Regions from separate parts of the Mus musculus genome. Here regions 1, 3, 4, 5, 6 and 7 are each linked to region 2. A link is a contact called in public promoter capture Hi-C data. All regions are on one chromosome and are shown on one strand. The core of a region is the stretch at or near the end of the contact, and the rest is flanking DNA. Distances in the headings are between cores, read along the strand shown.

Region 1 (2,700 bases), core at 74-2,573, 310 kb after region 2:
CTCTGAGATCTCAAAATAGATCCGTTCTATGCGACGCGATGCGCCCATGATTTCGATGCGGCCCAGGTAAGGCCGGAAGTACTCCAGGATGCTCTCAGCCAGCTCCAGGAAGTTGCGCAGGCGCGGGTCGTGGGGCACATGCTCTGACAGGTTGGTAAGCAGCACCGCCACGTTGAAGCCAATGTCCCGTGCTGGTTCCTGGAAGCGGTTCGCAAACTCTTCGCAGTTGATCATCTCATTCTCATCTGCTTCGGAACACGAGAGCAGGAACTGGATCTCTGGGCCAGTGAACTGCTTCTGGCTGTCCATGGCCTGTGGAGGTGGGTGGGAGAGGTGAGAGAGAGGGGGAGGGAAAGGAAGAGGGGGAGCAGGGAAGGAAAAGGGGAGGGAGGGGGGATGAGGGGGAGGAGAGAGAGGGAGTGAATTCAAGGGCCTCAGCATCAGTAACAACTACTTGCAAAAGTTTGGGTGTACTGTTCTAATCCCAGCACCTGAGAAGCAGAGGCAGCGATCTCTGTGAGTTGTTCGAGGCCAGCCGGGTTCAGGGCCAGTCTCCATGAGAGTTCCAGGCCAGCCTGGTCTACATAGTGAGTTCCAGGACAGCCAGGATGACATAGTAAGACTTTGTTTCAAGAACAATCACAACAACAACAACAACACAATAAAATCCCACAAAATAAGACAAAAGGCTCCGTTGGTCGGATGCTTGCCTCAGATGCCAGATGCGTGATGGGTTTGCAGTGCTGTATAAACAGGTGTGGAGGTCCGTGCCTCTGATCCCAAAACAGAAACGTAAAAGGCCGCCATGCTCTTGGTAAAATAATGGTATTTGTTTTGTTTTATTGTTGGTGTTGGTTTTTCCAGATAGGATTACTCTGTGTAGCCCTGGCTGCCCTGGAACTTGCTTTGTAGACCAGGCTGGCCTCAAACTCATAGAAATCCGCCTGTCTCTGCCTCTTAGTTACTGGGATTAAAGGCGTGCGCCACCGCTCCCAGGTAATAATGGTGAGTTTTTTTAAATTAAAAAATAATTTTGATCCTGCTTTTTTGAGACAGGGTTTATGTAGCCTTGGCTGCCTGGGAACCCATTATTGTAGACCAGGCCTGCATCTAACTACAGACCTGCCTCTGCCCCCTGAGTGCTGGGATCAAAGGCATTTGCCACAATGTTAGCTTCTTGTTGTTTGTTATCTTTTGTCTTGTCTTGTTTCCTTTCTTTTGCTTTTTTTTTTTTTTTTTTAAGACAAAGTGTCATGTAGGCCAGGCTGGCCTGAAACTCACTACATAGCCAAAGCTGACCTTAAATTCCAATCTTCCTGCCTCAGCCTTCTGAGTGCTGGGATTACACGCATGCAGCACCATGCCCAGTTTAGGCAATTCTGGGACCAAACCCAGGGCAAAACAAAACAAAGACAAAAAAACCACCAAAAACCAAAACAAAATTTCAAGAGGCAATTCAATTCTGACTTTAGCTATGCAACAGTCCTCAGCCTTCTGTTTATACTGAAAGATGCTGGTCATATTTTACTAGGTGGGCTTCCAGCTTGACTTACAGATGGGCTGCAGAATGCAGACAGAGAGATGCAGCTCTGGGGTATAAACAGAAGCGAAATTTCCTGGCTCCGGGCTGTCCTTTGTGAAAAGCCAAGGGCTTTGCAAAATGCTTTCTAAATGAGTAACAGGCTTTGCAAATCATGAAAGGCTCTAAAACCACAGAGCAAGGGGACTCAGTCACACAGGAACTTCTCATCATGCACCCTGCCGCATCCTCCGTCCCGTGATGAGTGGCACCTGCCTCACACAGGGCCCCAGGGATCATCATACACATGTGCCTTCTTTTGTAACACCTTCTCTGGCCACTGTTAGTCAACCTGCTTCGCAGGAGTCACCTTCACATCCAGACCTGGAACGGCTGGAGTGGGGTGGGGTGGGCGGGTCTGAGAGCTGCATCTTTTTTTGCTTTCCACCTCCCATGAGATAACACTGGGATCTCAGGCTCCAATGTCACGGTGCACATATGATTGCCAGGTGTCCCATCTGGGCTCTGACCACATTCCAGAATCTTGACCCATGTGACATTTGATACATTTTGTCTTTACTATGTATGTAGCCTCGGCTAGCCTGCAACTTTTTATCCAGGCTGGCCCTGGATTCTTGACAACCCTCTTGTTTCTACCTCCAGAGTGCTGGGATTACAGGCATGGAGGATCACATTTGAATCCAGAAGTGAACTTTAGAAGGCAAACTGCCCCAGCTCCCCAGCCTTATGCATTTCAAAAGTGGCAGCCCCCATCCACCCAACATGCCTAAGTTAAAATCTCTGAGTCATATCTGCTTGCTGTCTCTTGTCTTATTGCCCACATCAGATTCCTCAGCAGAACTCTCAGCTCTGCTTTCAGAACAGATGCAGGGCCCATTCGTGTCTTCTCTCTCCCTGTGGTCCCGCGTCCTCTGTCTCCCACCATCACAGGGGACTCCCCGAGGCACCCCTATCTCTACGCAAAGTGGGAGGGACTCTGAAAAAACCTGCTCCAGGTCTGAGCCCTCTGCTCAGAACCTCCCTTGACTGCGTACCATACACATTAAATGCCAAAGCCCACTCGCTGTCCCTAGGCCCCGCCATCTGCCCCCAGGTCCTGCCAGCCACCCCGAGGCCCCACCAGCCTGCCACTCCCCTCCGAGACTCTGCCTCTTCCTTTC
Region 2 (2,852 bases), core at 75-2,574:
TAGCAAGATGGCTCAGTATATGACGGAGCCTGCCCGACACCCGAGTTCAATCCCCAGAACCCACCGCTGAAGGAAAGATGACCTCTGACCCACACACATGCAACGACACTCCCATGCATGTGTTGCACCTACACACAATAAAAACACATAAAAAAATAAATAAGTACATAGATAAATAATGAAAAGTGATTGACAAAGACCCTGGAAAAGACTGGAGAGATGGCTCAGTGGTTAAGAGCGTTGACTGTTTTTTTTACAGAGAACCTGAGTCTGGTTTCTGCAATAGCTCACAGCCATTTGTAACTCCAAGGCTCACAGCACCCCTGCCTGCCTCTGTGGATACTGCATGCATGTGGTTCACATAGGCACAGGAAGGCAAACACTCATATACATTGTCTTGGTTAGGGTTTCTATTGCTACAATGAAACACCGTTACCAAAAAACAAGTTGGGGAGGAAAGAGCTTATTTGGCTCATACTTCCACATTGCTGTTCATTATTGAAAGAAGTCAGGACAGGAACCCAGACAGAACAGGGACCTGGAGGCAGGAGATGATGCAGAAGCAGTGGAAGGTTGCTCCTTATGGCTTGCTCAGCCTGCTTTCTTATACAACCCAGGACTACCAGTCCAGGGACAGCACCGCTCATAATGGGTTGCTCCCCCCCCCCAATCAATCACTAATTGAGAAAATGCCCTACAGCTGGATCTCATGGAGACATTTTCTTAACGGAGGCCCCTTCCTCCCCGATGACTCTTAGTTGTGTCAAGTTAACACACAAAACCACCCAGTACACACACAAAATGAAAATAAATAATACATCTAAAATAATAACAATAGCTGAGAAGTACTGTTATCTGCCTTGGAGCCTATCACTCAAGAGGCAGAGGCAGGGGGATCTTTGTGAGTTTCAGGCCAGCCTGATCTACATAGTGTTCCTGGATAGCTACATAGTGGGTGGGAGATGGGTGGTGGTGGTAGTGAATATATAAGTAAATAAATAAATTTAAGGAGTCATGGGGGGGGGGCGTCGCTGATCTTCCTGGAGGGGAAGGGTTCGCTTAAGCTGAACAGCTGAGTAGCGATTGCTGCGGAGCCCGCGTGTTGAACGGTTCTGCTAAAGACGGATTCTGCTTCCAAGAACCGATCCTGTCTCTGCTTTCATTCTCTGGTTTCAAATCTGCGGTCAGAGCCACAGCTGAGCCTTTCGCTAGGGACCAAAGAATTTACCCTGACGACGGTGTTAGGAAAAGCTGCCTGGGGCGGAAGAGTGGGGCGGGGCGGGTCTCAGGGAAGGGGGCAGGGGAGGTGCCCGGGGTGTCCACCAGGGGATTGGCAGCCACGTTTCAGGGACAGGCGGCCTAGCTCGGCGGCCCTGGGCCGGGCTCACTCAGGCTGCAACGTTGCCCGGTGGCCCCGGGATCCTGAGCATAGAAGAAGACGGTCCACTAGGACCCCAGATCACGGGGCTGACTTCCCGGACCTCGGGTTACTCTTCGACTGCCTCCAGCGCCGGGTAGGGATTGGATCTTCCCCGCCAACTCAGAGCAGGCCGCCCGGTGAGCTCCCGGACAGGTACGGACCTGGGATGGGACTCGAGGGTCGTGTCCAAACCAGCGGCTGGAGCAGTCTGGAGAATGGAGGAGTCTCTCCACTGGCTCTGTGTGCCCCTCCCCGCCCCCAACCCACCCCACCCCAGGGACGCAGTCTCCAGGAGTCTGTACATCGTTTCCCAGACTCTTCCCTTATGCAGTGCACTCTTACACTGAGCTAGCTGTACACGTGCAAGTTGCAAAGCTACAAGTCCCACTGAGAAGACTTTACATTCCGTGTGTGTGTGTGTGTGTGTGTGTGTGTGTGTGTGTGTGGTTTTTCTTTTTCTTTTCTTTTGTACCTCTGACTGGCCTTGCTATGTAGCCCAGCCTGGCCTTGTACTCAGAGATCCCCCTGCCTCTTCCTCTTCAGTACTGGGACTAAACCCGTGCGCAGCCACACCCTACTATTTTTTACTAACATTTAAGATAGCATACAAAGTAGTGGGCTTCATTTCCCACGTTTCATACATACTTTGTTTTTATGGAACTAGGTCTACCGGGTCGATGGTGGCAGGAAAAAGTGCCTGCCGCCAAGCCTCCTGGTGATTCTCAAGACTCAGAGTTAAAGGCGAGAATGGAGACCCACGTGTTGTCCTCTGACCCACACACTAACACGCATACACATCAAACACTTGCGCAACAATAACATCTTACTTTTTATTTAAAATCAAATTTAAAAAAAAAAAAGAAGAAAAGGTTCTCCCAGCACCCCCTCTCGCAGCTCTACCCATGTCCCAAATAGCCAACCGAAAAGGGGGAAAAGAAATAGCCAGCCCAGACCAACATGTAGGCCCTGGGCCGCGGCTGGATCACTCTGGCTGGCAGCCCCTTTGCAGAATGCGTGCTTCAGGGTCTCAGGCTGTTTCCTGACTTAGCTACATTGATGCATTTCAGCTGTGTTTATTCCTTTCCGTGTAACGTTTGTTCTTCTGAGTTCATTTCTTCAGTTTATTCCACTCCCTGTCTTGGAAGTATAAATAACACAAATCTGATTTTAGTGGTTTGTTTTGTTTTGTTTTGTTCTGTTTTTCGCCAGTAGCCCTGGCGGTCCTGGAACTCGTTCTGTAGACCAGGCTGGCCTCGAACTCAGAGCCTGCCTCTGCGCAAATCTGATTTTAAACAATGACCGTGTGCTGACTAGTTTTATGTCAAATTGACACAAGCTAACATCACTTGGGAAGAGGGTCCCACAACTGAACAGATGCCCCCATCAGTTTGGCCAGTAGTACATTTTCTTAATTAGTGATTGATGTGAGAGA
Region 3 (2,700 bases), core at 174-2,673, 320 kb before region 2:
ATGCTAGAGACTAAAGCTCACTACCACCCCCATAGCAGTCTTCCCCCGCCTCCATCCCTCCCTCCTTCGTTCCTTTTTTTGTTTGTTTGTTTTTTGAGGCAGGGTTTTTCTGGGTAGCCCTGACTGTCCTGGAACTCACCTCAAACTCAGAAATCCGCCTGCCTCTGCCTCCCAGGTGCTGGGATTAAAGGCGTGTACCACCGCGCCCGGCCTTTCTAAAGGACTTTATTCTTATAAGAGTACACTGTAGCTGTCTTCAGACACACCAGAAGAGGGCATCAGATCTCATTACAGATGGTTATGAGCCACCATGTGGTTGCTGAGATTTGAACTCAGGACCACTAGGAAAAGCAGTTAGTGCTCTTAACTGCTGAGGCAACTCTCTAGCCCCCAATCTCCCTGTAATTTTTCAGTAACCTGCTCTCGTTTGGAATTACCACTAATAGCTTCCTGGACATACCCTTTATCTAGTCATCATGGACTGAAATGACACTTAGGCCGTACTTCTGCACGGAACTTAACCAGAACGGTTTCTCTTTTTACTCTTCTCCTCCTGCCTCCCCCACTTCCATCTAGTTTTTTGGGACAGGGTTTCTCTGTGTAGCCAAGGCTGTCTTGGAACTCAAAAGATTTACCTTCCTTTGCCTCCAGAAGGCAGGAATTAAAGGCTTGCACTACCATACACAGTTAAAATTGTCATTCATGCTGGGCATGGTAGCGCACGCCTTTAATCTCAGCACTTGGGAGGCACAGGCAGGCGGATTTCTGAGTTCGAGGCCAGCCTGGTCTACAGAGTGAGTTCCAGGACAGCCAGGGCTATACAAAGAAACCCTGTCTCGAAAAACAAAAAAAAACAAACAAACAAAAATTGTCATTCATCCTCATCTCCTTTCTCTCCACAGGGTTTCACTATGTAGACCCTGGTCGGCCTGGAACTCTATAGACCAGACTGGCCTCGAGCTCAGATCCGTCCCCCTCTGCTGTCCCAGCACGGGGATTAAGAACGCGCCACCACTACAGCTGACCGGAGCTTCACTTTGGTTAGACACAAACACAACACAGCTAGTCTGTCTTCTCTTCCCGACCTACGATCTCTCCTTCAACAAACAGCCCCTCGGCGCTCGTCCCCGGAGCCCGCCCGCCCGCCAGCCAGCCCCTCTTGCTCCCCGCGCAGGGCCCATCACCTGGAGACTCTCCTTCAGTTGCGGGATGAGCATCTTGTAGCGCTGCACAGGATCGAAGTCCTGCTGCTGCTGCTGCAGGAGCCCGCTCTGGGCAGAACCCACCAACTGGGTCGGTTGTGGCTGTTGCTGGGGACCCGGACCCCCGGCAGAACCCGGGCCTGACACACCAGACGCAGAGGAAACCGCTGCAGCCTGTGGCTGGGGCGCAGCCATTTTCCTCCGCTAGAACGCCGGAAATGCGTCATAAATGCGTCTGCTCCGGTAGCTCCTCAGCTTTTTCAGTTGGCTGACCTCCTAGTTAGCCATGCCTTACCGACAGATTAGCCAATGGGAGAAGAGGATATGCATTTTTCTCCGCCCTCCCAAATCCGAGGCCATGAGTGGAATATCTTTTCGCCAATCATAAGAGGAGTTCCCCCACGGCTCCGCCCCTTCACCCACAGCTCGCCAATCACTGTGAAGGACTGACCAAACTCTATTTCCCTGAAGGCCTTGCGGCCAGGAGCGACCTGTCTAGTCTTCTGCGTCTTGGTAGCAGTCGGAGCGGGAGCTGCAAGTCTGTGTCCGACGCTGTCTGTGCTCTTACTTCAGTCACACCCGAGCCCTTCTCGTCGGCCCACTTCATCCCCTTTCCCCGCGGAGCCCGGCGTCTACGGGAGCCTGTCCTTGGATCCGGCGTCTCTCAAAGTCGGTACGCCACTCAGCGTCCGCCTGCGGCCAGCGAGGACGCCTACCGCGCCGCCGTCGCCTGGTCGCGATGGCGCCCACCATCCAGACCCAGGCCCAGAGGGAAGATGGCCACAGGTAGGTCTCCTGTCACCTGCCGCTTCATTTTGTTTTGTGAGCTGCAAGCTGGGGACTAGGCCGAGGGGGGCTGCTTGCGACATCACTGATTCCCTCAGGTCGGCCCCCGAGGTCGCGCAGCGCTCACCCCCGATGAAGGGGCGGTCCCCCCTGGGCTCTGCGGTCGCTTCCTGGTCCCCTGCTATTCAATTTCGGAATTGCACCTTGCGGGAGGGAGTCAGACCTCAGTCTCCTTCAGTGAAGCTTCTGGATTGCTCTCCTCAGGGGATTGAGCATCTGGCTTCATGCTTTATCACCATCATCACCATCACTCCTTCAGAAATTCGGGGGCCGGCCTTTCCACTCACATGGCCAACTCTTGACATCTCTCTCTCTCTCTCTCTCTCTCTCTCTCTCTCTTCTCCCCGAAACCAGGCCCAATTCCCACCGGACCTTGCCTGAGAGGTAAGCTCCCAGCTCCGTTTTCCAGGAGGGGTGGAACACGAACAGGGGAGGCGGTTAGGGGGCCTTTTTTGTGCTTTGGAGAATCTCATAAAGTGGCCCAGACTGGTCTTTGTGCCCCAGTCTCATGGGTGCCGGGATTGCAGCCTTATGTGCCCAGCAGCACAGGCCTAGGGTTGTGTGTGTGTGTGTGTGTGTGTGTGTGTGTGTGTGTTTAAATTGTACACACCTTAGCTCTGAGTGGCAGTCTAAAGACATTTCCTTAGGCTGG
Region 4 (2,785 bases), core at 30-2,529, 420 kb before region 2:
AGGACATACTAAGGTGTTCCCATCTACAGGTGAGGAAATAAAATATGGAAAAAGTTCCCAACAATGTCTACATTTCAAATACGGGCCCTGATTCTTTTTGAGATGTGCAGGGTACAGGGATGGGGACCAGGATTCAGTAAGTGACCTGATGTCCCAACCAAAAGAACTAAGGCTGGAAACATGAGAGATTAGGTGACCTCAAGAAAGTGCTTGAGAGGAGCCCCAGGTCCAAAGAAGAGATCTAGAATAAAGACAAAGACCCCAACTCGACTTGCTATTGCACCCCATAACTCCAGCACTTGGGAGATGGGAGTGAGTGAAGACAGGAGGATCAGGAACTCACGACCAGATTTAGCTACATAGTGAACTCAGAGACAGCCAGGCTTGTCTCTAAAAATACAAAACAAAATACAAACAATAACAACAAAACAGGATGAGAAGAGGATTCACTGGGTAAAAAACACTTACTGAAAACCTTAGTCCAACCCCCTGGGTCCCACATGGTAAATAAAGGGCAGAACTGAAATTGTCCACATATCGCTGTAAAGCGTATTCGTGAGTATAACACACACACACACACACACACACACACACACACACACACACACACACACAACCACAAAAAGATGAGAAGCCCAGTTTTAAGACATCCCTGAAGAGAATAGCGGAGGGGGTCTGGGAATGTGGGTTTCGGAGAGGAGGGGGTAGTAAAGGCTCTGGGGCACGGGATGGTGTCGGGAGCTGGGGGGGGACAGAAAGAGGTGGAGGTTGGACTCACCGGCCAAGCATCGCGGAAGGGCACACGTACGAGGCCATCAGGCAGCGGCAGGGCAGCCGCTGACTCTCCGGGGTGCTCCGTATAGACCGGGACGCTCGTGCTCAGTGCTGCGCCCAGGGCGCACAGGGACTCGGTGGCCTCCTGGGAGACTCCGGGCTTCAGGCAGACCCTGAAGAAGAGGCGGCAAGGGCCTCGGGCGTTGCAGGGGGAGCGTGGGGTCCCGAGGCCTGGGCCTGGCCCGAAAGAATGAATTTGTAGCTCGAAGACACCAGCTGGCAGTGCCTGGGACAGAGAGGGCCACAAGGTTAAGGGACCTAGGTATCTGTGTGCCCCATGAAAGTCTCTAAGACCTCCAGGTCTCGGCCCAACCCCATCTGTTCCTTTCCTTTCTGTATCTGACCTGAGGAAGAAGAAAAGCCAGGATCAGCGTCTGGGAAAGCGGAGACACCTGCAGAGAGACCATTGCTTTGGGGGACAGGATGGGGAAATAGTCTCAGGAGTCGCAGCTGCTGGATGCCGGAGTCTTATATTTGAGGGGACGCTCCGCCCCTTCAGGCCAGTCTTTTAGCTACCGGCCGAGAGGGGTCCCAGGGAAAGGGATACAGTAACTCTATGTGGGCGACTTGGTGAGGTTCATCCTGAGTGTGATTGCATGCGCCAATCTGAAAGCGGCAGGGGTTAATTTCTAAGATACTGTGCGTACTGAAGTGGGAGAACGGAAATACAGGTGCATTCCTCTCTATCATGTATGTACTTATGTGAGCTCCTGTCCGCTGTGGAGGACCCTATGAACCCATGAGTGCAGTGAATGCGTCTCCAGCCGGCTGTGTGTGAGGTTGTGTTTCGGAGCCCCACAGAGGAGGCGGTGAGGAAGAATCCTGAGTTCTTTGTGTGGACCCCTGTGTGTTTGTGGAAGACCTCTCGTGTGTATGCATGTGTGTTTCCCCTTCTTAAAACAAAGCCCCCCCTCCGCGAAGCCAGTATCGCCACCAGACGCCAGGCTAGGATCCTGGTCTTGGAGGGGCCTCCCAGCTGTATGTAAATGTCGCCATCTGCCGGGCGGCCGTGCCCCTCCCCCTTGGGCCGCAGCTGGGCCTCCCATTTGGGCTCAGGAAGGTGTGAGAGGCAAACGGACAGGAAATTAGTCTTCAGTCTTCGGGCACCAGGGCCCCACTCTCCACCCCAGATGAATGGAGCTGCTCATCCCACCCCGGGGGGCGAGGAGGTGGGATTTCGCAGGATCCAGGCAAGTAAAACAATTTAGGTGCAGGTGCCCAGGCTAGTGTGCTGAAGTCAGACGGTGAGCAAGGCTGCAGAAACAGAGGAAACCCACTCCCCACCCCCAGTAAATACTAAGTTAATACTCAGAGCTAGTAATTTTAGGGAAAATATAAGTTGCTCCTATATCCACATTTGTCTTGTAGAGGGGAGACGGCTATAGTCCCACTAAATGTTTAGTCGAAAAAGAGGCGTGGGTGGGCATGGCAGACCTGTAATCCCAGCAGTGCAGAAGCAGGACAAACAAGAGAAAGAAGCCAGCCTAGACGACATAAAGCCTTTCTCAAAACCAATACAGGAAAATACCACAAAACCCTACCACACCTGGTTTTGCTTCACCACGAGGCAAGGTGGTATTTCCAGAGCTCTGAATCACAAATAAAGCAGACTTTAAGGGATTTCTGAAAGTCTTAGCTGTTTAGGACTTTGTTACGCACAGAAACAGAGCCCCTGCTAAGGCCTGGGGTGTGAGGAGGATCCTGGAGCAAACACATTGTGAACAGCAAAGGCTGAGGCCCTGGGACGATCATGCCTGCCCGACCAGCCATCCCAGGAGCTTTTCCTCTCACTGTAGACTCTGCTGGCACACACCTTCCAAAGAGGCGCTCCAGATCATTCCATCCGGTCTAAAACAGCATCTTCCAGCTGGTGAGATGACTTAGGCAGGGCACTTTCTGCCAAGCCTGTTTTCACCCGTGGATCCACATGGCCAGGAACTACCCCCACCAC
Region 5 (2,700 bases), core at 124-2,623, 410 kb after region 2:
ACACCTCAGGAGGCTGAGGCCCTGGGCACGGGGCCTGGTGCAGTGACTGCTCAGCAGCTGGGAGCCACAGCCATTGGCTTACTAGGGCAATGGAAAGCCATGGTGTAGGCTAAGGGGCTGGGGCTGGGGAGAGGCCCTCCTCCAGTGGCTTCACAGTCCAGCTGTCCCCATCCTTCATTACCAGCCCCAGCTGTTTGTTCCTCCCTCCCAAGAAACCGGACCCAGCCTACCAGGGTCCTATTCTGGGTCAGGAATGCTGCGTCAGCATTTCTGTGTGGACCCAGGACCTCGGGGGTGGGGGGTTGGGGGGGAGAGAGTGCAGGGTCAGCAGACCTGGCCCCAACAGAGACCATCTCCCATATCCAACCCCCATCTCAGCCCATGGGAGGATATGGTGGGAAGGACTAAGAAAAAGGCAGCCCCTCCCCCTCTTGTCCCCTCCCTGTCCCCTACCCAGAGCCCAGAAAAGAGGGCTATTCTGGGAGAGACACCTGTTGTCCCAAGTCCCATCCCTGCCCCCAGCTGGAGATCTGAGATTCAGAGAGACAGGATCAGAGGGACAGCCACACGCAGAAGGCTGAAGCCAAGGGCCAAGAGACAGAGACTCAGACATAAGATATACCAAGGAGCTGAGAAAGACTTCATCACCCAGGTACCCTCAGAGGCCATTAGCTGACATAGTTAAATCCTCCTCGCCAAAACCGAGGGGAAAAGTACATTGAAGCTCCAAGAGACCCCCAAGGAGACGGCCAAAGACTAGGAGTTGAAAAGAAAGGTGTTGTCCAGCCCACCCCAGCCCCCTTCCCAAGAATTTAAATAGGTCAGAGCCTGGAGCAAGAAGGGAATGAGGGCTGGGGTGGCGGTGGAGGACAGCTAAATTAAGCCCAAGAATTAGAACCACCTTCCTCAAGTGCCTGCTTCCAGAACGGCAGGAGGCGGGGTGCTTCCTCAATGACCCCAAATCTCTTATGTCAGGAGAGGGCGTCTGAGGATCCCACCCTCTCCTGCCCACTCGGTCCTCCTAAATCCTGCTAATTCTCCGTGGTCGAAAAGGTGATGAGAAAAAACGGAAAGACAAAGTGACCTCGGATTTCAGAGACCACCAGCAAGCAGGGAAGAGACAGAGAGACTCTCAGAAAAGTAAGCAAGAAATCACCCAAGACCTCCGGACCCAGACAAAAACGTACCGTCCGCAAAAACTGGACCTCGTCCTCGCCTTCACCTCCTCCATCACCCATGATGGCAATCCCCGGGTGTCCCGGGCTAGGGTCTGAGGATGGCGAGAGGGGGCTGCAGGCTTGGCGGGGAACCTGAGGGCGGGCTGGGGTCGGAGACCTCTAGGGAAGCCAGAGGCACCCGCGAGGGAGATGGAACTGCAGGAAGCATGCCCTGTGCGGGACACAATGAGAGAAGGTCCCCGCCCCACCGCACACCCATTGGGCAAGCATGGGACAAGCTACGCCCCTGTTCAGAACCCCGCCCACAGCACAAACTCTTGGTGGAAGGTGTTCGTTCTCTCCAGTGAACTGGGTGTCTAGAAAGTAGCTGAGTGGCCATGGTCACAGTGAGATATCATGTATATATTTGTTTGGCTGGCTCTCCCTTTACCCCTTCCTCTCTCCCTCCCCTTCCCCTCCCCCTCCGAGTGTCATGTACTTCAGAATGGCCTTAAACTCCACATGTAGTCAAGAGTGATCTTGAACCTCTGGCCCCATCTGATTTATGTAATGCCGTGGTTCAAACCCTAGATCACTTGCATGCCAGGCAAGCATTCTACCATTGGGCTACACCCTCAGCCTAGTTCCATCCCTTTCTTAATGGCTAAACTGAGCTTCACCCTTGCTGCAGAATCACACAGTTGTAGCTTGGATGCACACCACATCCCCTAACATTAAAAAAAAAATCACTTAGTACCAGACAGAGTGGTATGGCTTATCATCCAAGCTCTGAAGAGATTGAGGCAAGAGGATTGTAAATCTGGAGTTGGGACCGCATAATAAGAGCCTATCTCAGTGTCAACCAGCCAGACCCCCTGGAACTCCGGGGGACTGGACCACCAACAAAAGAATACACATGGAGGGACCCATGGCTCCGGCCGCATATGTGGCAGAGGATGGCCTTGTTGCACATCAGTGGGAGGAGTGGCACTTGGGCCTAAGGGTGTTCAATGGATGCCCCAGTATAGGAGAATGCTATGGTGGGAAGACAGGAGTGGGAGGGTGGATGGGGGAGCACCCCCATAGAAGCAAGAGGAGGGGGGATGGGATAGAGGGTTTCCGAAGGGGAGATCTGGAACAGGGAAAATTTTTGAAATGTAAATAAAGAAAAGGAAGAAAAAAAAAAAAAAGACCCTGTATCAAAACAGAGACAAAAACAGGGCTGCAGGCATGCCCTAGTCGATATAATGTTTATCTAGCTGTCACAAAGCCCCGGGTTCCATCCATAAACTGGGAGTGGCCATGTGAGTCTGTAATTCCAGCAAGCAGAAAGGATCAGAAACTCAAAGTCAACCTCAGCTCCCTAGCTGGAGGCCAGCCTGTGCTACCTGATACCCTGTCTCAAAACTGGGGGGCAGGGGCATGGGTGTGGGAGGGGGGAGAGAAAACACCAGCCTGACCTTGAACTCGCAAACATCCCAGGCCTCTGCCTCCCAGCACTGAGGTTAAACAAATGCGTCACCCCACCCCACCCTACCCCACC
Region 6 (2,865 bases), core at 143-2,642, 310 kb before region 2:
CAACAACCGCAGGGGGATGGCCCAGGAAGCTGCTTCCTTAGCACTTACAAATAAGCCAACAAAGTGTCCCTTGTTACTTTCAGGAGAAGAGGGAGCTTAAGATAGGGTGTTGCTATTGTGGCCTGGCACTTACTATACAGCCCAGGTTGACCTCAAATTCATGATCTCCTGCTTCAGTCTTTCAAGTGTTGGGATAGGTATACACCATCATTCTTAGCTAATGAACTGCTTTTTATAAACATGTCTGTGACTAGACCTCACATCTCTATTTTTTCCTGGACTGAATCCAAACTGACCCCCTAAGAGGCCTGTAACTCAGGATGAAGTCAAAACCTTTTCCCTATTTCATAGTCCACTCCATTTCTGAGATAAGCAAAGGGCTCCAAGTTGGTTCTCTAGGCAAGACAGCAAACACCCAGACGCTGCCACTGTCTTTTCCCTGACCTATCACTGCTTCAGTATTCCTTTCAGCTTCTGCCTCTGGGTCTTGCTCAAGCACCTCCTTTTGGCCCCTGAAAGCTAGGCACTCGTTCCTCTCTGTGCTGGCCAGTCTCTTGTACTGGTCTGTGGGTTTATGAAGAACAGCAACAGGGCCTAATCTAATCACTTTTGCACCTCAGGCTCAGGGCAGTATACATCACACAGAAGCCTTCCAACTGAGTTTCATAAAGAACAAATGAGTGCTAACAGGGCCTGCGAGCTCAGCACAGGGAATCCAGCAGTCCCCGTGGTAGCCTAGAGAGAAAAAGAAAAAGCCAAAAAGCCTGGTTAGGTGAGGACAAGGCCCAGGAAGCTGAATTCCTTTGCCCCAGTTCCCACAGGGAGGAGAGAAGAGCCAGAGAAAGAGTACAGGCCTTGTTCTGATGGTGAGGCTGAGGTCCCTGTCAGTGCCCAGTGACACCCTACCCAGGAGGCCACCCTGACACAAGCCCCGAAGCACCTTCCATTACTATCTGTGACAATATTGATGCTCCTAGTCAGAAAGTTCTCCAAGAGAGGATACTGACTGGCCCACTGCACACAGCCAGTGTCAGGCTCTGCTATTACCCAAGAGCCTGTTGAGTCCTCTACTCAAGGCTCCTTCCAACTTTCTAGACACTGTGGACTCTGGCTTCTGCCCCATTTGGGGCCTCTTGGAAGAAGACAGCACTCTGGGCCCCGAGGTTGGAAAACCATCAATACAGGCCTTTGTGCCTATCTTGGTGTGCTTGGCCACCTCTGTTCTACCTTCTTAGCCAAGGAGTGGGCTGGTGAGGCTGAGAGGACAGGAAATTACCCCAACTAGAATGACCATGCAGTTCCTGAGGAACCCTGCTTGGCCTGTGCTGGGGTGGAGGCTGGCCACTGACTGAGGATTATAAAAACAGGAATGTCGGCTGCAGATCCATGGCCTTGTACTCTCCAAGAAATCCTGCTCTGTCCTTGGCAGTACACCAAACTCACCCTGCCTGCCCTCCCAGGCTAATCTTTCTTCCCACTCAAAAATATTTTAATTGTTTCCTGCTTCCTGCAACTGTCTGATATCCAAATGTTTCATTTTATCCTTCAAAGCCCTAAATTGTGCCCCTAAGTTGTGAGTTCAAATCCTAATTCTACTACCTCTAAAATCAGTGCTCTTGGATAGGAGCCTGTCTCTTTGTCCATATGCAGTCCTCACTGGTTGCAAGTTAGCCTAGCATGCACTAATATGATCACTCGCACAATTTATAGACCTGTTTGCTACCCACTGACCCTCTACTGGACACCACCATGCCTTTCAATCATGCTGTGCCCTCTACATGGCATGGTCCTTTCTTTTCTCTTTTGCTCCAGAACCCTATCCAACACTGAAAGCTTTGGTCCTTCAAAGCTACTGGAGTGCCAAGGTTACAGCTCAGCGGTACAGCCTTGTCTAATATGGCCACAATTCTGAGTTCTACCCCAAGTGTTGCCAAAAGGGAAAGCAAAAACAAAAGAGTTCTGAGCCAGGGAGCACAGAGGCAGTGCAGTATACGTGTTCAGGCTCTGAGATCCAGAGCCATATTGCCTGGATTGAATTCTGACATCATCTTGGGCAGATGACTTCTAAGACTAAGCCAAGTTTTAGAGTTTACAGCTCTGAAGTCCTCAGACTAGCTCCGAGCAAAATGCTCAATATTTCCCAGTCATAATAACCATTATTAATATAGCTTCCAAAGCCAGTATAGAAGTATGGTATTCCAAAACCAGAAAACAAATCCAAGGTAATTAGGGTTGCTAGAGTTCTCTGGAAATGCCCTATCTTCCCTGGCCTACTTTAACCATAGCCTGCTGAAAGGGGCTGACTACCTAAGGCTAAATTTTGAGCATTCACCTTCAATCAGGTCATGCTATTCACTGTGTCTTACACTGCTCATCTCAGCTAACGTTTCAAAAAGGCACCTCAATACCAGCTCCTATTTCACCCAACCTCTGGGCTTAGCTGGTCAGGGCAGCACTAGTCAGAGGTAACTCTGGCCCAGACTGCTCAGGGCCAGAACTTTGCCAGTTCCACTATTTATTCTATGTGAGATCTCAACTATGTGGTTTCAGTTCATTGAGTTCTAAGTCCTCATCTGTGAAATGGGCCTAATGGTCTAGGAGGCTTAACTGAGACTGTATCTGTAACAGTGCTGCTGAAAGCACTTGGCCCTAATGCTCAGATATAACAGCTGATGCTCTGCAGTATCAAATTTACAGATATATTTCTCATGCTGGAACATAAGACCAGAGACAAAAATCCTGAGAGAGCTAAAGAGAACTCAGGTATGGTATCCATTCCTGTCATGGGTCCTCAGCAGCCAGTCAGGTATCATAAATGTTGACAGGAAGTGTGGACAGATACTTCAGTGGTTAAGAGCCTTTGTT
Region 7 (2,809 bases), core at 203-2,702, 460 kb after region 2:
GGGGAAGGAATGAGGACGAGATTTCAAATATAGATTACTTACGTTCTCTGGACTTTTATGTTCCTACTTGGAAAAGCTTGCATGCATCCTAACCCACACAACTGCCATGAATATTAGTGGAGTCAGACCTTGTAAAGCAAACACCAAAGGGCCCAAGAACACGGAGCGTACCAATTGGATTACCTCATCTTACAAATATTAGTAACTCCACTGAGAAACACGAGGCACTTGGTGCCTGACCCAGGGGGATCATGGGGTAGGGAGACGCCCATGACCTCAATTCTTCCTGTTGCTATATTTAGCTTGTTTTAGGTTTCTCTCTTGTTTAAGACAGCATCTCCCCAGGCAGGCCAATCTAGTCTAGAACTGGAGAGCCTGGTGTGAGCCTCTCGAGTGCTAGGATTACAAGTGTGGGACATCGTGTTCAGCCATTATATGCAGGTCTGGGAAGACCTCCACCACAGTGTGCCCGAGAAGGGGTAACAAGGAATGTGGGGCATTCCTTTTCCCTCCCCCCCCAGTCCATCCCAGACACCATTCCTTAGTAAACTTGGGAACCTAACACATATTTTGTTGTTGTTTACTTATTATTATTATATATATATTTTGAGACGAAGTCTATGTAGCCCAGCCTCCTCAAACTCGCTATTGAAGACCAGACTGGCCTTCTATCCGCCTGAGTGTGTTTACAACCGAAACGTGTGCTCTTCTAGGTTCGTTTTTGGCTTCAAACTGTTCCTGTTGCCCCTCTTCACACAGGTGTTTCCTAACCTCTGCTCCCTCACAGCTTACCTGGGCTTTATTTGCCACACATTCCCTCAACGTCCCGTCACCTCAGACTTATTCTTTTCACTATCTCCCCGTTTGTCACTGATCCCACTCCTTCCTGCCTCCCTCCAAGTAACAAAGCTCGAACCATCTCATTCGATTCTGCCAGAACCAATCTTTCCATCATCACTCCCTTAACGACACCTCAGGGCCCGCTCTACCAGCCTCGATCTCCCGTCTGTCACCTTCCCCCAGGCATTAGGCATCTAGGACCCGGCGACCTCTTACCTTCAGGCGGCCCAGTTCTTCTCCACATTTACTAAGGTTCGGGTTCTTCCGGTTCCACTCGTCCTTGAGTTGCTCGTACATGCCGGCCGCTGCCTGCAGGATCCCGACCGAGGTGGCCGCGGGTCCGGAGCTCGAGACGGTGGTCGACCCGTTCACCGTAGCCGCTGTGGCCGCCATCTTCCGTGATGCGGCAAGCCGCCGACCCGACTTACGGCAGCGACGCCGGGCAATGGACTCCCGGCGGAAATGAGGCCGGGAGGTGGAGCCCAAAACTGGAGGCGGAGCTACCACTGCCAGTTTCCGCCCCCCGCGGGAGGAGCGCCGCGGCTCTCCTCGGGGTGTCTTCGCAGCCCGACCCTTAATGAACATGCCGCAGCTCCGCCTCTGCTGTCATTCAAAATGGCGAACGGAAGTCCGTTCGCTCCAACTGAAAACAATGCCCACAATGTCCCGCCCACCTGTAGTCACCATGGCCACCCTCGCTGGCTTCGGCCTGTGGAATGTCCATCTTAAGGGTACCGCCTCTACGTCAAGGGGTGGCGATGTGGAGCCATTTGGAAAACTTGTCAGGTGTCACTACATAGGCAGGCTGAGAGAGGACTAGCAGGTGAGATTTAAGATTAGGCGTTCGTGTTTATCAGAGCATCATTCTTCCACGTTTTTTTCAGACTCTTTAAAAAGATTTATTTATTCATTTTATGTATATAAGTACACTGTGGCTGTCTTCAGACACCCCAGAAGAGGGTATTTGATCCCTTTATGGATGGTTGTGAGCCACCATGTGGTTGCTGGGAATTTTAGTCAGGGCTTCTGGAAGAGCAGTCAGTGCTCTTAACCACTGAGCCATTTCTCTTATTTTCTCTTATTCCATTTTTTTCTTATTTTTGAAATTAAAATAGAATTACAGACCGAGCTTTGTGGTTCACGCTTTTAATCCCAGCACTTGGGATGCAGAGGCAGGCGGATCTCTGAGTTCCAGGCCAGCCTGGCCTACAGGCATGCGTGTGTGTGTGTGTGTGTGTGTGTGTGTGTGTGCGTGCATGTGCCCATGTTGAGGTCAGAGGACAGCTTCACAGAGTCGGCTCTCTCTTTAGATCTCATGAGGCCTGGGGATCAAACCCAGGTTGTCAGGCTTGAGAGCTCCTTTATCTGCTGTGCCATCTTGAAAATAAAAGATTCTGACATCATTCTGACAGTTAACTACAGCTGTGCTGGTACAAACCAAGCGGACGTGAGCCTTTCTGAGGACTCGGGACTGATTCTGCAAGGAGGCTTTATTAGGGTCTGAATGAGACATGAGCATTCTAGCCAACCAGAAAGTCCTGGGGAGGTGGCAGGCTGCATTCCCATGAGGAGAGGCCTAAGGGTTCATGAGGAAGAGTACAGACCAGGGACTCAGGCCACCTTTGCTCTCTTAGCTTGAACATTGTCCTCTTTGGTACCTGGTCTGGAGGGACCCTCAAAACTTCCCTCTGAGCTGTGAGAATGGAGGGTGAAGCCCCCAGAAGAGGAGGAAGATGAATAGGTCTCTGGTGCCATCATGTTGTGAATCTTCCAGCGAAATGAGACCCAGGCCTTCACTATGTGAGGCCACACGAGGCAGAACAGGATGTAGAAGACAACCAGGGCTATAAAGAAGCTGGTAGACACCTGCAAGCCCAGTACAACAGTCACAAGGGGTCGGGGTTGGGGTTGGGGTATAGTAGTAGGTGAACCCCCTGCCCACCCAGTAAGGAAGCCTTTGGCTGCCACT

The links. Promoter capture Hi-C pulls out the DNA fragments that hold promoters and counts their contacts.
Region 1: a promoter capture Hi-C map of neutrophils shows a contact between it and region 2, with 4 times the contacts expected there. The contact joins the enhancer-like site here to the promoter of Fbxo17 in region 2. A contact is called at or near these places in 9 of 39 promoter capture datasets (the 3T3-L1 cell line, the C10 cell line, hippocampal neurons and 4 more) and 1 of 15 datasets of contacts at CTCF or cohesin (the NIH/3T3 cell line).
Region 3: a promoter capture Hi-C map of the HPC-7 cell line shows a contact between it and region 2. The contact joins the promoter of Med29 here to the promoter of Fbxo17 in region 2. A contact is called at or near these places in 21 of 39 promoter capture datasets (the 3T3-L1 cell line, 3T3-L1-derived adipocytes, the C10 cell line and 11 more), 2 of 15 datasets of contacts at CTCF or cohesin (large pre-B cells and pro-B cells), 11 of 484 Hi-C or Micro-C datasets (B cells, the C10 cell line, the G1E-ER4 cell line and 5 more), 19 of 115 datasets of contacts at active chromatin or transcription factors (acute myeloid leukemia, bone marrow-derived dendritic cells, bone marrow-derived macrophages and 12 more) and 3 of 9 other capture datasets (embryonic stem cells, liver and pancreatic islet).
Region 4: a contact with region 2 is called in a promoter capture Hi-C map of pre-B cells, with 2.4 times the contacts expected there. The contact joins the promoter of Dll3 here to the promoter of Fbxo17 in region 2. A contact is called at or near these places in 3 of 39 promoter capture datasets (liver and pre-B cells) and 1 of 115 datasets of contacts at active chromatin or transcription factors (large pre-B cells).
Region 5: a contact with region 2 is called in a promoter capture Hi-C map of liver, with 3 times the contacts expected there. The contact joins the promoter of Ryr1 here to the promoter of Fbxo17 in region 2. A contact is called at or near these places in 2 of 39 promoter capture datasets (liver and pre-B cells) and 1 of 9 other capture datasets (pancreatic islet).
Region 6: a contact with region 2 is called in a promoter capture Hi-C map of the C10 cell line. The contact joins the enhancer-like site here to the promoter of Fbxo17 in region 2. A contact is called at or near these places in 21 of 39 promoter capture datasets (the 3T3-L1 cell line, 3T3-L1-derived adipocytes, the C10 cell line and 13 more), 5 of 15 datasets of contacts at CTCF or cohesin (CD8 T cells, the NIH/3T3 cell line, embryonic stem cells and 2 more), 5 of 484 Hi-C or Micro-C datasets (B cells, the G1E-ER4 cell line, embryonic stem cells and 1 more), 10 of 115 datasets of contacts at active chromatin or transcription factors (the NIH/3T3 cell line, bone marrow-derived macrophages, craniofacial prominence and 6 more) and 3 of 9 other capture datasets (adipose tissue, liver and pancreatic islet).
Region 7: a promoter capture Hi-C map of liver shows a contact between it and region 2, with 2.1 times the contacts expected there. The contact joins the promoter of Psmd8 here to the promoter of Fbxo17 in region 2.

Annotation. Positions count from the first base shown.
Region 1 is chr7:29,024,033-29,026,732 of GRCm38.p6, forward strand. It overlaps Ryr1 (ryanodine receptor 1, skeletal muscle), which reads right to left. Exons shown (of 106, transcript NM_009109.2): 90 at 1-312. Among named protein-coding and RNA genes, the nearest start is that of Gm38979, 4.2 kb to the right of the region's middle. Within about 2 kb of position 1,324, at least 70 of the 459 cell types and tissues checked have an H3K27ac peak or open chromatin away from gene starts, as enhancers often do. A contact at or near this core is called in the NIH/3T3 cell line, neutrophils and pre-B cells, where this site is marked.
Region 2 is chr7:28,715,466-28,718,317 of GRCm38.p6, forward strand. It overlaps Fbxo17 (F-box protein 17), which reads left to right and starts at 1,325. Exons shown (of 7, transcript NM_015796.2): 1 at 1,325-1,573.
Region 3 is chr7:28,391,267-28,393,966 of GRCm38.p6, forward strand. It overlaps Med29 (mediator complex subunit 29), which reads right to left and starts at 1,424. Exons shown (of 4, transcript NM_026042.3): 1 at 1,185-1,424. The coding sequence starts at 1,397. Paf1 (Paf1, RNA polymerase II complex component) reads left to right here and starts at 1,730. Exons shown (of 14, transcript NM_019458.3): 1 at 1,730-1,988; 2 at 2,403-2,432. The coding sequence starts at 1,942.
Region 4 is chr7:28,300,506-28,303,290 of GRCm38.p6, forward strand. It overlaps Dll3 (delta like canonical Notch ligand 3), which reads right to left and starts at 1,280. Exons shown (of 9, transcript NM_007866.2): 1 at 1,179-1,280; 2 at 779-1,060. The coding sequence starts at 1,241.
Region 5 is chr7:29,123,778-29,126,477 of GRCm38.p6, forward strand. It overlaps Ryr1 (ryanodine receptor 1, skeletal muscle), which reads right to left and starts at 1,374. Exons shown (of 106, transcript NM_009109.2): 1 at 1,188-1,374. The coding sequence starts at 1,238.
Region 6 is chr7:28,409,954-28,412,818 of GRCm38.p6, forward strand. All of the region lies in intron 3 of Samd4b (sterile alpha motif domain containing 4B), which reads right to left. Among named protein-coding and RNA genes, the nearest start is that of Paf1, 18 kb to the left of the region's middle. Within about 2 kb of position 1,393, at least 64 of the 459 cell types and tissues checked have an H3K27ac peak or open chromatin away from gene starts, as enhancers often do. A contact at or near this core is called in 3T3-L1-derived adipocytes and adipose tissue, where this site is marked.
Region 7 is chr7:29,179,221-29,182,029 of GRCm38.p6, forward strand. Psmd8 (proteasome (prosome, macropain) 26S subunit, non-ATPase, 8) reads right to left here and starts at 1,453. Exons shown (of 7, transcript NM_026545.3): 1 at 1,057-1,453. The coding sequence starts at 1,425. It overlaps Catsperg1 (cation channel sperm associated auxiliary subunit gamma 1), which reads right to left. Exons shown (of 28, transcript NM_001368407.1): 28 at 2,312-2,706. The coding sequence ends at 2,452.